Regions from separate parts of the Capsicum annuum genome. Here region 2 is linked to region 1. The links are chromatin contacts, called in public Hi-C maps. All regions are on one chromosome and are shown on one strand. Each heading gives the region's core, a stretch centred on a gene start, on an enhancer-like site or on the middle of the called end of the contact. The rest is flanking DNA. Distances are from core to core; before and after follow the strand shown.

Region 1 (7,608 bases), core at 1,489-3,988:
TTAGTACAATATACCAATTCAAGAATTAGAATGATCTTGTGGTTCAACTAGTGCCATAAGAGGTGCGTGAAAGAGTTCTGTTGGGGCAAAAAAAAGAACAAACAAGATGGCAGTTGAAAAAATTTCGCACAATTTAAACAAAGAAGAGAATAGGTGGAACCTCCAAGCATTGTGACATAAGTCGTGGTGCGAAAAGACTGTTACTATCATCCTTCCCCCTTGTCATTTGTCAACAAGGGTGATGTTTCATGCTGTAAGATGAATAACTGAGTGTTATTTGGTTAGGAGAATTGCAAACCATGGATAAGTATCTGTTGCTTCCCCTTTTCAAATGTTTAACAGTGTCAATGCCCGATATCTGTATTTAGTACTACTTTTTAGTAGTTGCAGTTTACATTTTTTTGTCTGCTATACTGCACCTTGAAGTGTTCAACAAAACCAACTCAAGTTAAGGGGTCGCATCAAGGTTGATAACTCTTTTAATCAACCTGCTTTGGTTCTGTGCAGGCACTTGCCAGGGATATTCGAGAATTTAGGAGCCCTACAGATGGTGAGACTAGGATGTTTTATGAAATAGTTGTCGCACCAAAGTATACGGAGAAGGGTCTTGAGGTTCTCCGTGGGAAGTCCAAGACTTTGAGGATCCTTGAGGCAAGTAAAAACAACAAGGGAAAGCTTTCTCTAAGACAAATTGGTGGTGGTTGGTTAGCTCAGGACTCAGATGATTTGACCCCTGAAGATATCCAATTTAATGTCATGTCTGACAAAACTCCACAAGAAAATGAGCTTACTGATGCACAGTTTGCTTGGTTATGTGTCAAGCACGTCAAGAGCAATGCCATAGTAATTGCAAAGGTACTTTCTACATGATATATATCTAATGAATCATATTCCTTTCATTGTTTTCTAAATGTAATTTTTGTATTGCAGGACAATTGTATGTTAGGAATGGGGAGTGGACAGCCAAATCGTCGGGAGAGCTTGAGGATAGCTTTGAGGAAAGCTGGAGATGAAGTAAAAGGAGCTGCTTTGGCTAGTGATGCTTTCTTTCCATTTGGTACGTACCTTTATTTGCGTTATGCATGTACCTGTAGAGCAAACCCTACATTAAAAGAAAGTGAGACACCAGGATTCGGCAAACTCTGACTAGTCGAAAGTGCAAATTTTAAGAAAATATACCATAAAGAATGGTAACTGAAATTATTGTAAGAAGGTGTTAATCATCTTCTAATGTGCCTTGAACAAATGTTTCTGATCTATTTTTTCTTTTGGTTTCTGATAAAGTTTTTTCTCTTTAACAATTTTTTTTTTCTGAATTAAATCAGCATGGAATGATGCTGTTGAAGAGGCATGTCAAAGTGGAGTGAGTGTTATTGCAGAACCAGGAGGTAGCATAAGGGACAAGGATGCAGTGGAGTGCTGTAACAAGTACGGAGTCTCGCTTGTTTTCACTAACGTGAGACACTTCAGGCATTAGATGTTTGATAGGGGCGTAGGGCATCATTAGACTCGTAATCTATTATCTTTCCAAAGTGTTTGTACCATGTGTTTTTGATAGCTAGCATTCATCTCTGATAGTTTTGAGGAATAATCTATGATAAGGAGTATGAGTGTGTATTATAGCAAAATTGTAGTTTTCGAACTGCTTGATGGGCTAAGTTGTATCATTTAGGTAAAACAATGTTGGGGTCCACTCAGAAGTGAATGAGTATAATGCAAGTGTACTGATTACTAATTTTATTTATCTGTTATGAAGTATTGTTTTTTTTTTTTTTTGGTAATGATTTTTCTATGAAGTTACAGAATTACTTGCTGTAAATTACGTCAAATTAACATGTATTTTTGACATGTTTAAAGGGCCTCTTATTCTGCCTAGTTATATTAGTTTTAACAAAGGCCAAATTAGAGCAACAGGAATGTCTTCTGAAGCACGTTTACAATCCCTGAATTTCGATAACTCTCTTGTACCATAGTAGATTGGAATCATCATCCTTTGTGAAATTTATGGAGACATCGTGCCTAGTGTCATGAACTCCGATCTTTACAAAGCAGAAACCTATACCTAATTCTTTAGAAATGTACCTGCGATCTTCGTCCTGCATTCGGATTTCACAACTTCATATTAATCCTCTGCCTTGATATCGCTGTGGGGATTCTATTGATAGTATCTTGTACACAATCTGATGGCTCACTTTTATTAAGGGGGAAGAGCACGGAAATGTGCCACTAAAAGACAAAGATGGGTTGTCAAGAGCGACTGAGACAGATAGATTGTCAAGAGTATAGAAGAAATAGGATGGATAATTGGTCAGATCTAGTATGGGTCATATATGAACGTGGTTGGGAGTTGGCGGCTCTCCCAGGTTCCCTCATTTGAGATCTCTGGAGAAGAGGATCAAGTTGGCCTTTGCATCTCCCTTCAACCCTTCGAACGAAATACGACAAAAGAAGAATGAAAATCCACGAACCAACCCCATCATCTTCACCCGTAGGAACTACGAGATCACCCTAAGGACATCTTTGGCATCCACTGGTCATGGACCGACCTATTCAATAAGTGAAATGCATTAGTTGTCAGCTCTCAAGTCGGGCAGTCAGGGTCGGAAATGCATTAGCTGTCCGCTCTCAAGTCGGGCAGTCAGGGTCGGAGAAGGGCATCTTCTTGTTATCACAACTTCACCTCATGACGATTTGAGTTTGCAGTTGCGGTCTACGCAACATGTTAACATAAGACCTTTCCCAGCAATTGCTCCTAGCGTTGGATTCGTGTCAATTTGAACCTTCATACGCATTGGAGTGTGTTTCGTACACTGTCCAATGGTAAGATATTTTGGTCGTGCGCGTCGGTAGAGCTACTTACTTTCCAACCTACAGGTATAACTTTGGATTGCTGAGCTCAATTGGACTTGCATCACTTATTTTAGTTTAACAAAATTGGCTACAGAGACTTGTAGCTGATAGATGTAACATCTCACTCATCTAGCAGATTGGTTGATATTGGACCTAGAATCAATTTTCACACTGACATGGGGCTTGGCAATATGACTTTTAAGACCCTCCTTTGCATCATGACTTTAAAGTCAAATCCCTATCCTTAACTTTGATGCCACATAAGCATAGCCAAGCTAGTACCCGACGCGGTTATTACCTAAGATGTTAATAAGTAGGCTATAAATGAAAACGAATCTAAGTAGAGGTTAGACAAATTAAATAGTGTACAAGTTTTGAATGCAAATTTGATAATGTTGCTTCGCTTAGCAACATGACGCTTGTATTGCTCTCTCACAAGGCTACTCTCATTTCGCTTGCCTAAAGATTCATAGTGTAGATAGAGTTTCTCTTGGAGAAATACAAGCGTTGATCTAGTCTCCACCGGAGATACAAAGGAATAAATCAGACAAACAAAAAAGGAGAAAGGCTGCTCAATAAATGAAATTGCCGAAAAATTAATTTTCCTTTTGGACTATCTGAAAGTTCTCCAACTTGAGTTATGATAGTACGCAATGACGGAGCCAGAATTTTCATTGAGGGGGTTCAGAAGTAAATATAAGACTAGTCGAAGTGGGTTCAACATCTACTATATATAGATGGTTAAGCTTTATATATAGATGGTTAAGCTTTATTAGAAAGAGCAAGATACATAGATGCTTTTATTATTGTTACACAGGCTTGGAGACAATAGGAATTACATGCATATTAAGTTCTCTTCTCACTGTCACACCAAAATACACCTCACTCATATCTAAGTCTTCATGTTTGATCCTGTTGGGAAGCTTCCAATCAAAATGGTATAGAAAAAGCGCCAATGGATGCTCTACATTTGCTAGACCAAATGACATGCCAGGACACATCCTTCTTCCCGCGCCAAATGGTATGTACTCAAAATTATTTCCATTGAAATCAATTGAACTATCAAGAAATCTCTCTGGTTTAAAGCACTCTGCATCCTCCCAATATCTTCCAATTGTCCAAACATTCACCAATTTTCTGGTATTTCATAACCATCAATTTTACAGTTTTCACTACTTAGTCTTGGAAGTAAAAAAGGGGCAGGTGGATGCAACCTGAGTGTCTCTTTGATAACTGCTCTTAAGTATTTCAACTGATCAAAGATTGATTCATCCACATAACCTTTTTCACTAAAAACTCTCCTGACTTCTTCTTGTGCTTTCTCTAAGGCGCTTGGGTTCTTGAGCATTTCTGCCATTGTCCAATCAACTGTTGATGCTGAGGTATCTGTTCCGGCTGCAAACATATCCTGTTACATCTAAGACATCATCTCAAATTAGAATATGTTAATTAGTCGTTGGAAGGAGGGGAAAAACTTACCCACCGGAAGAAGAATAGATCTAGTTGTCCTATACGTTTTTCTTTTCCTAACGAAATGTTGTGAAGAACCAGAATTTATCTCAATACGTTTCATTTTATAGGACGTGTATGACTAGGCTACATGAAATTTAAGAAAAAAGACTTGTGAGCCAAACCAAAAGTACCCCTTAAACTTGTGGTTTTAAACATATGATTCTAAAAGTATGTCACTATGGGTCATATAATGAAAAGTTTAAAGCCATAGAGCTTCCAGATAAAAAAATGTCATTATTTTGGAACAGAGTAAAACGAAAAATGAAGCGAAGGGAGTAAGATTACTAACCAAGATCACTGCTTTGATGTTGTTTCGAGTTAATTCATAATTTCCATCATTTTGGACTCTTAAAAGGACATCCATCAGGTCCTCATGCATACTTGTGTTGTTAACATCAGTATGGTCATCTATATTCTCATCAAGTAGCCTATCTACTTCATGGTGAAGCTTCTCCAATTTTGCCCTAAGGGCTAAGACCAGTTATATCTTGAAGCCACTTGATTGAGGGGTAAAAATCAGCAATAGTAAAGCCAGTAACTTTAAGAATTCACATAATATAGAAATGAACTGCTCTTGGTTCTTGTACTTTTTCCTAAATGCTGCTCTTGAAGTGAATCCCAACATAGTTGTATGTACCATTTGAGTCAAATTAACAGGGGATCCAGCATGGCTAGCCAACAATCTAGCAAGACCTGAGGCCGAGGCGGATCTAGAATGTTAGGACTCCGGAGCAAGTTCATGTGAACCCGTCATCATTTTCGGCATAAACAATAGACATATAAGTGAAAATCGAATAAAATTGAATTTTGAATTCAGATCTCAAAGAATTTCTCTCTATCTGAATTTAAGTGTCTTAGTTTGACTAGACATTAGATTTAGGAAAGTAATTGAAACTTTTGAATTTCGGACTCGCAAGATGCAGAAGAAGATTGTGGAATGAGATCACAACCAAGACATTCCTTCGCCAATGAAACCAATTTCTATTGTGATCAAATATTGGTCGACAAGAAAGAGATCAAAATGCTACTAGATGGAGCAACGGCGAGGCAATCTTCTAATTCTTTTACAGAGAAGAGCTGCACCAAATTGTTGAAGGCGAAATATGTATCTCGTGGTTGTAGCTGATTGTTGCGGGCAAAGAAGTACGAATCCTCAGACAGATGTCACATATACAAGTATGTTGGGTTCCATACATGCGGTGCCGAATATGCCACAGGCAGACATAAGAGAATCTCATCCAAATTGATTGCTTCACTATGTGTAAATCATTTTCGGAATGGTAAGGGTCCAAGCATAAGAGAAATTCATAGGATTGTGTTTATGGAGATGCATTGCAACACAAGCTATTGGGTGTTTTGGAAAGGAAATATAATTACAAAGAACATCGTTTGCGTGATACCAAAACACGGATGTGCTTGCTTGTCGGATTTTTCCCATATTGTGGAGTTATTGAATACCGGGTCTTCTTACTCTATCATGATAAACAGGATGGATAGATCATTCGTTTACTACTTTTTAGCATTCGGAGCTTACATACGGGGATATTTCCACATGAGAAAGGTAATTACCATCGATGGCACACATTTGTATGGCAAGTATGGGGGTGTGTTGCTGAGTGCCATTGCACAGGACATCGAAAATCATATCTTTTCAATTGTATTTTATGTTATGGATAAAGAGAACGATGCTTCTTGGACCTTCTTCTTTGAGAAGTTGAAGTCTATAGTAGAAGATGAACCAGATCTATGTGTCATCTTCGATAGGCACATTAGCTTTGCCAATGCCTTTTCCCATGTTTACAGTCGTGCACATCATGGATTTGCATGAGGCACCTCACTAAAAATCTTCGTGTAAATCAACACTGTGGAGAAGCTTATTCTCTTGATGAGTTTAGCGAGCATTTTGTGGAATTGAAAAATAATTACCCCGAGGCAGCACATGTCCTTGAAAATGTGCTTGGTTTTGAGAAATGGAGTAGAGCACACTTCCCAAAAAATAGGTACGATATGAAGAACACAAACATCGCCGAGTCTCTCAACTCGATATTGACGGATGAACGGGAGTACCCTGGATCGTACATATTCAATTCAAATGCTAGAAAATTTAGTCAAAACTTTTGGGAGAGGCATGCCTTTGTCGGTAGTGCAAATAATAAATTTGTGCCTTGTGTAGAAAAGATCCTAAGGGATAGTAAGAATGCGAGTGATTCCTTGTAGGTAACTAATGCAAACGGGGGAATCAACCAATTCACTGTGTTCGGCAACAGTGTTACTGCTAAGGTCAATCTCTTGGAGAGGAGTTGTTCTTGTAGGAAATATGACTCGGTGAAAATGGCGCGGAAACATATGATGGCAGCTTTGCGAGAAAAGAATGGCGATGTTGAAGGTTATGGTAACTCCATCTACGAGTACTCTTCGTTAATTTATAAAGTTGAAACTTACCTCCTTGCATACTCCGAAGTTATTAACGTTGTCCCTCTAGAGTTCGAATGGACTATGCCACAAGAATTACAAGACACTAAGATCTTTCCATCCCCTTACGATCCCAAACTTCGAAGGAAGAAAGTCAAACCCATTAAGGGTGTCGGTGAAACATTCAAGTCCAAAAGGAGGAATATGTGTTCAATATGCAAGAAATTCAGGCACAAACAAACCACATGTAGCATGGCCAACAAATGTTAGATAGACTTTTTTTCAGTTGTAAAGCTACTGTTTTGGGGGTTAAATGATCATTTCTGTAGAATTTAACGTTTAGTTGTAATTGACTTAAATCTTTGTCTAGGGTAGACACCATTAATCTACAATATATCCTTTACACGGTCTATTAAATATTTTATAATAGTTATATGATTACTCATCAAACATGCTATGTGGGTCCTTTTATTGCCATATCTCTCCAATCGATGCATTGGATCATCGTTTCCTATTCTTAATTAATTAAAAGATACAAACACGTCTATTCACATAAAAACCGCTGGTATACGCAAGGTAAGCCTATTCTATTCCCACGCACATCGACTGATCATTGGTTGGGAATATGAAATGACGCCTTCTATGAGTCTATAAGTACAGTGACTATTTCTATGTAAGCATTCCGTTCTACCTAAACCCAAAACTTCAAAAACCCTCAACTTCTTCAACAAACTTAAATCATGCCTTGTAATTCCCTGAAAATAGGTCCCGAGATATCATACGGTGCTCAAGATTATGAGTAGCCTTAAGCTAATCCTGTAAGTCTTCTACTAA
Region 2 (7,608 bases), core at 2,592-5,091, 55 kb before region 1:
CCGCGTCAAAACATCCATCACCAAAGCAAAAAGAAACGGACTAAGTGTCGATCCTTGATGTAACCCCATCAAGATGGGAAAATGCTTTGAGTCCTCTCCCCCAGCCCTAACCCGAGTCTTGGCTCCGTCGTACATATCCTTAATCGTCCTAAAATATAATATAGCTTCCAAAAACCTCCAGCCTCCAAACACCTCTTCATTTCCCTATACTGCTCCACCAGTCTCCTGACGAGATGGATGGCTTCTGTAGTCGAGCACCCTAGCATAAATCCAAATTGATTTTCAGAAATAGTAACAATCCTCTGCAACCTCAACTCTATCACCTTCTCCCAAACCTTCATACTGTGATTCAACAACTTGATACCTCTATAATTATTGCAATCCTGAATGTCGCCCTTATTCTTATACAACGGAATCATCATACTCCAACTCCAAGCTTCAGGCATCCTTGCCGTCTTGAAAATTATGTTAAACAACCGAGTCAACCACTCCATACCTGCCCCTTCTGTGCACTTCTAAAAATCCACCGGAATTTTATCTGGCCCCGTCGCTCTACCTCTACGCATCCTACGAATAGCCCCCTTAACCTCCTCCACCTTAATGCGCCTATAATATCCATAATCGAGAAACCTCTCGGAATGATCCAATTCCCCCAACACAATGTTAGTATCCTTTCCATCGTTCAGGAGCTTATGAAAGTAAGACTGCCATCTCTTTCTAATATAACCCTCCTCCACCAAAACTTTGCCGTCCATATCCTTAATACACTTCACCTGATCCAGGTCCCGAGTCCTCCTGTCCCTAACCTTGGCAAGCTTGTACAACTTTTTATCCCCACATTTACTATCTAACGCTGTGTATAAACTTTCGAAAGCAGCATCCTTAGCCCTCGTGACTGCTAACTTAGTCTTTCGCTTAGCAATCTTATACTCCTCGCTATTCTTTCGTTTATCTTCTTCATCCTTACTCTCTGCCAACTTTGTATACGCTCTCTTCTTGACCTCCACCTTCCCCTTCACCTCTTCGTTCCACCACCAGTCCACTTGGTACTTGCCCGAACGACCACTCGAGACCCCCAACACCTCTCTAGCTGTCTTCCTGATGCAGTTGGCAGTCTCATCGCACATACTATCTGTATCCCCTCCACTCCCCCAAGCCTTACTCGCCATCAACTTATCCCTTATATCCAGTGCACTGGCCAAAGTCGGACTCCCCCATCTAATCCTCAGTTGACCCTCCATACTCTCATTCGCTCCTTTATGATCTCCAAGTCCATCACCAAAAGCCTATGTTGGGTCGAAAGAACCTCACTCGGTAAGACCTAACAATCCTTACAAATACCCCTATCCCCTTTCCTAAGGAGCAAGAAGTCAATCTGAGTCTTGGTAACCGAACTTCAGAAGGTGACCAAGTGAACCTCCTTCTTGGGTAAGTTCGAATTAACTACCACCAACCCAAACGCCGGAGCAAAGTCCAGATGTGCCACTCCTTCAACATTCCTTACACCGAACCTGTGTCCTCCATGCACATCATCATAACCTTTCGAAGAAGACCCTATATGCCCATTGAAATCCCCTCCTACGAAAAGCTTCTCATTACTGGGACACTCCTCACTATCTCGTCCAAATCCTCCCAAAATTTCTTCTTCTCTTCATCATCCAAGCCTATATGGGGTGCATACGCACTAATAATATTCCAAGAAAACCCTCCAATAACTAGCTTAATTGACATCATCCTATCATTGACCCTCTTAACCTCTACCACTTGCTTCATAAGCTCATCATCTAATAAAATACTTACACCATTCCTATTCCTTACGCATCCCGAGTACCACAACTTATATCCAGCTACTACTCTCGCCTTAGAACCTACCCATTTGGTTTCTTGGAGACAAGCTATATTAATTCGCCTTTTTCTAAGAATTTTCACTAGCTCTAATGACTTCTCCGATAAAGACCCTATGTTCCACGACCCTACTCTCAACCTATAGTCATCCTTATCCCCTTTACCCTTCCTACCCCCGCCCCTACCCTGCCCTAGTCCACGCCCCCAACCCCAACCCCGACCCCGACCCAAGCCTCGCCCGAAGACATGACCCTATGCCAACACCATCAATCACAGCCACCATAGACAGCACCGACCAATAACACTAAGAGCAATTAGCTTAGACAACAAACCAAAAAAGTACTACAAGTCCACACTTCAGAACTACTAAGAACAACAAAAGGACAAAACACAAATAGGATTAACAAGTAAAACACTATTATGAAATACAGAAATCACCCAGTAAATCGTCACCCACAAACCAGATAGTCAGCCAAGACGCGAAGAAAACAGAATCAAAATAGGAACATCACTGTAAATATGATGTATCTAAATCCAATACAACTTGTGCATCAAAGGGAAGTCCTCACCACTCACCCCACTAGTAATCGTGGGCTTGACATCAAGGTCATTTTATCTTTTAATCGAAACTCATAGTATTTCCTCACAGGTTTATCCAAAATCAGCTGGAACCAGTACACTTTTTGCAAAAGCCTGAATTAATACTGTATCTGTTATCAAAAACTCTCATGGGGCAAAGGCAGCGAATAGGGGCGGACCTATCACCATCTTTTTGGTGCTCCAACACCCATTAAATTTGTGGTAGATTAGGTATAGTTAAATAAAAAATGTATAAAAATTGGTATACCGAATTAGAAAAGAACTCATTAAAGCATGAAGATAGCTAGGTGGTTTGATTTCCAAGTAGAACCTTAAAGCTTTGGGCATCAACATACGCGTTCGAACCTTCCGAGCACCCACGATCTCTACATCCTGGGTCCGCTACTGACAGCGATAGAGGGGAAAAAGGGGTTTCATCTGAAGCCCCTGGGTGACAATTCTACCTCCACCGTAGCATGGAGACTAACTCCCCTTCTAAAAGGCTGCCTTTCTAAAACTTTCATGGTTTTTGACATTTTGGAACATCCCAAAAGTCTAAAATCAGACACAAGGTATGCGTAATTTTATTTTTTCAACATCTTAAATTTCAGCCTAACATAATGACAAAATGATAGCATCACTCTTACTACAGGGCCAGCTATTGCTATAAATAACTAATTGTCCTAAATGCACGTTCCATGTCCGTCCACAAAAGACAGTGACTAAGAACCACATTCTGCACAAATCTATAAAATAATGAAAACAGTCAATTTATCAAGCCAAAAATTGATTAATACTCACACCAACCCAACCAAGAAAAAAAAGCCCAGATAAATAAATACACAAACATCAAATATCTAAACGCAACAAAGAAAGAAACACATAATTTACACTTCAAAATGACACAAATATATACATATACATTTAGCTAGCATTTGACAGAAAGAAAGGTGCCTCTTTTCCTTTTTGTTAAAAGAGGGAAAAAAAAGAGAGGAGAGAGCTTTACTTGGTGAGTGATGGATAATTGGAAGGTTGGTTGAATGCGGAAGCTGGAAGTCGGACGGAGAATGTGAGGAAAAATCTTTATCAGAGAGTGTGGGGTCGGGAAAGAAGTAGACACGTTGATCCCTTGGAGAGTGACACGTTATGTTAGAAAGTGGAGCTTGAATGGATAAAGAAGAATGCCGCCACCTTTACTAACTGACTGACATATATCACTCCCACACTCCTGCAACACTGCTCAGAGGTGACTCGTCTACAACTCACATTTTGATTTCTTTCTACTTCAGAAATTGCAATCCGTATCTGCAAGTTATACACCCCTCACTCCAATTTTTTTATAGACGTAAGTTTAATCTAATAGGAAATTTGAGAAGTAGAGAAAGATGTTTGTAATGTTTCGAAAGGAATGTATTTTGTGAATTTTTATCAAATAAGTGAAATTTAATATAGATATTAAAATATTAATAGTATCATTAAATATTTATCTAACTAGTTAAAAAGTACGTGTCTTGTACATGAACTTTTAGTTATTTAAAATTAAACTAATTTAGGTACACGTGCGCTTTAATGAGTTCAAACGTTAAAATAAATAGAATATTTGTTTAAATAATAAAGAAAAATACAATAATTAAATTCAACATTTTTTAAACATGTAAAGATCGAGAATTTATTTAATTAAATCTAACATATACAAAAAAAAATCTCAAAGTCAATCGAAATTTATCTACCACCTGTAAACTACAATAAAATAACAATAAAATAATACGATGATAGAGATATTAAAACAATACAATTAAACTTAACATTTGCAAAAGATTTTCTTCAACGTCGATCGACATTCATCTACTGTCAACTACAATACAATATTACAATAATAGCGATATCAAAATAATACAACTAAATCTAACCTTTACACAAAAAAAAATTCTCAAAGTAGAGACATCAAAACACTATAATTAAATCTAACCTTTTAAAAAAAAAATATTCAAAGCTGACTGGCATTTATCTACTACCTGTAAATTATAATAAAATAATACGATAATAAAGATATTAAAATAATATAATTAAACTTAATTTTTACACAAAAAATTCATAACAAAGTTTTGTGTAAATGTTATGATCAATAGAATCAAAACGTAATATAAATAGAAATTTGAGATTCAAAAATCACAAAGTTACTCAATAACAAAGCTATGGTCATAAAATTTTATTTCTCAAATAATGTATTTGTATAAACCTAAAAACGAACTTGTAAAATTGAAAAAAAGAAAGAAATATAAAGACTCATAAACTAAAATATTATAACAAAATTAAAGAATAATAGTTCTAACCTAAAATAAAAACAATACCTTTTTTTTGAGTGAAGTCCACTACCTTTTTTAATGGAGATACACGAATTGCATTTAATATTTGGAAGAGGTTTTTTCTTCTTCTTCTTTTAGAAGTCTTAACCTATTTTATGTAAAATAGTTTCAATTTTTCAAAAATATTTTCAACTTTACTTATATAGAATTTTTTTTGTATAATAATTTCTTTGAAGTTGTATTTTCCTTAACAATTTATTGCCATAAATTTAGAAATTCAACTAAAAGTAGAAAATCTTCTCTTTTTAATTTTTTGTGTATATTTATTTTAGACGATATTCAATATTAAAAATTGAAGAAAAAATGTGAAAAGAAGATTTTGTCTATTATGGGATCTTTTAATGAAGGGCAAAAAGTTCAAATCACTTTTCTAAAGTTCTTCACAATTTTAATATATTATAGATTATAGATTATAGATTTTAATAGTTATTTATGATAGTTAATTTCAAAATTTAAATATTAATAAAATAATTAGTTCAAAAATTTTTATCCAACAAAATTAAATTATTTATTATTTATTTATCAAAGATTATTATTTGATATTGTAGAAAATTATAACAAAAGTTAAGTTGATTGGTAGTGTGACATGTACCTAAATTTTGGTTTCTAATAAAATTACTATTTTTCAAATCTATTATTTAAGTCTTTAAATTAAAGAAAAGATTATCACATGCTACATAACAATAGCTTAATTTTAGATAAATATTTTTTATTATGTGTTGAGTCAAACTGCCTCAAGTTTGATATCAAATATAAATAGAAAGCGCGTCATATTTAAATATTCCTGTGATCTCAAAAAGAAATATAGAATGATTTTAAATAGTTGAAACATGTGAATCTTCTTAGGTATTTTGCTTAGTTTTGATCACCGTTGTTAAGTGAAATTATCGGTACATGCTTGGTCAAATTTTTTTAAAAAAAGATGTCAAGTTTTTTTTTATGTTCTTCTATACTGTTATAGCTATTTTTAAGTTCGTTGTGTGTTTAAAAGGCTTGATTCATAGTCCTTCTTTGTTCATAATTCCAAGAAAGAACTAATGATGCCTTGGAGGGTAAAATAATGTGTTCTCATGTGTTTTCTTCTAAATATGGGCTATAATTTGATTTGTTTAAATCACTCTTGATTTTGCTTATTTGGGGCTCTTGATACTATGTTTTTTTTTTTCGGACTTTGTTTTTCTTAAAAATTAGTCTTTCATTTCTTTCTTTTTACACCCAACTTACACCCATGATGGTGTGATTTTACCATGTCAAGCATGCCTAATTTTATTTTCTTGCAAATTACTTTGCTCATTTGGTCCTTGACATTTCTTTTCTTTGTTTTCCTTTTGAAGTTTTTTGCAACATCTATTGGAATATTAATCTACTGAGCATAATCTTTTCTTTTTCTCTTATTCTTCTTCGTCTCTTATCTAAATATAAACCATGGACATGGAGCATGTAAATATGCGTTCTTCCTTTTCATTTCAACCTGTAGCTTTGCTTTTCTTTCAAAATTACATATGCATTCTCATCTTAGCAATACTAGCATTTGAAAATTAATTCATGATATTTTCTGTTACTTTGAAATATGTCATTTTGGGTTTTGGATGAATATTAATTCTTTTATCTTTTTATTTTGTGGCGTGTTAAATGAAATCTTTGCCCTTTGCATTTTCATAATGGGTCATGAAGGCCCATTTCCTTCAAATTCAAGTCTCCTTCAAAATCAATGGACTAAAAATCAGAAAGATCAAGATTGTATACAAATATACACACCTAATATACACTATATTCATATCTTGAAAGCTGATATACAGATTCAAGGGAGCAAAATTCGAGCTAAGAAAGCGGATATGCAAGTTTACATGCTAATATATAATGTGTATACAGCAAGGACGCAAAGACAAAGGGGTGCGATATACAGTTGATATACACAGCTGAAAAATGAGAAAAGGGTCCAAAAAATGTTAGGCCCAAAAGACTGACCAAATAACAACATAAATGCCAACAGTTTGAAGCATAATTATAGAAGTTTCAATATTTTGCATGAGGAAAAATTTCAGAAATAGCAACTGCAGAGCCTTAATTATAACTTTTATAGCAACAGTTTTAAAATTACAAAAAATAGTAATATGTATTTTGTATTTTAATAAAAGGTTGCTATATAAATACATATACAAATAGGTATTCATTCCTTATTTAACTCTAATCAGTTAGAGTTAAATAAGGGATGAAATTATTCCTTAATTTATGTCACATTTAATTAAACAGATTCTTTTACCTTATATGACTCTTTTATTTTTACCTCAACCATTTATTTACATCAACATAATTCAAATTTAAAAAATATTTTTCATAAACAGCAACTCAAAGCAAATTAAGAAAAAAAATAGAGTGCTTCCAATATTATTGATCAACGTCTGAAATTTATGAAGAAAAATTAAAAATGCTATGCTACAATTACAGGTATTGATAAACAAACTTGGTTCTATTTGTGAAGTTCATAAAATATAATTGCGAAAATTTCTGAAAAATTAATAACAAGTTTTGCGTAACAGTCATGAAGTTCAAATTTTGAGATCGTATTTTGAAAAATTTTCTCAGCGATTTTTTTTTTCAAATTCAAAGTTGTCTTTGTCATTATGTATTTATAAAACCAAATAATAATTCTTATACATTAATTTTGAATTTTAGTCGATGATAAATATTATTCGACTAAAGAATTTGTTTCATTGAAATTTATTTTTCAGTTGTGTATATACAAATGATTCATTGTACGTGGTATATTTGATAATTAAATTTATATTTATTGTTTTGTAGTGTTCTGAACATTAAT

What was found. A called contact is a pair of places that touch in the nucleus more often than the background predicts.
Region 2: a contact with region 1 is called in a Hi-C map of leaf, with 2.1 times the contacts expected there. The contact joins the promoter of LOC107870338 here to the enhancer-like site in region 1. A contact is called at or near these places in 3 of 5 Hi-C or Micro-C datasets (bud, leaf and placenta).

What each region holds. Positions count from the first base shown.
Region 1 is chr1:27,919,996-27,927,603 of UCD10Xv1.1, reverse strand. It overlaps LOC107870346 (bifunctional purine biosynthesis protein PurH), which reads left to right. Exons shown (of 12, transcript XM_016716842.2): 10 at 508-855; 11 at 931-1,057; 12 at 1,326-1,771. The coding sequence ends at 1,477. It also overlaps the pseudogene LOC124896120. Among protein-coding and RNA genes, the nearest start is that of LOC107870346, 9.5 kb to the left of the region's middle. Within about 2 kb of position 2,738, at least 3 of the 5 cell types and tissues checked have an H3K27ac peak or open chromatin away from gene starts, as enhancers often do. A contact at or near this core is called in leaf, where this site is marked.
Region 2 is chr1:27,975,825-27,983,432 of UCD10Xv1.1, reverse strand. LOC107870338 reads right to left here and starts at 3,841. Exons shown (of 4, transcript XM_016716832.2): 1 at 3,431-3,841.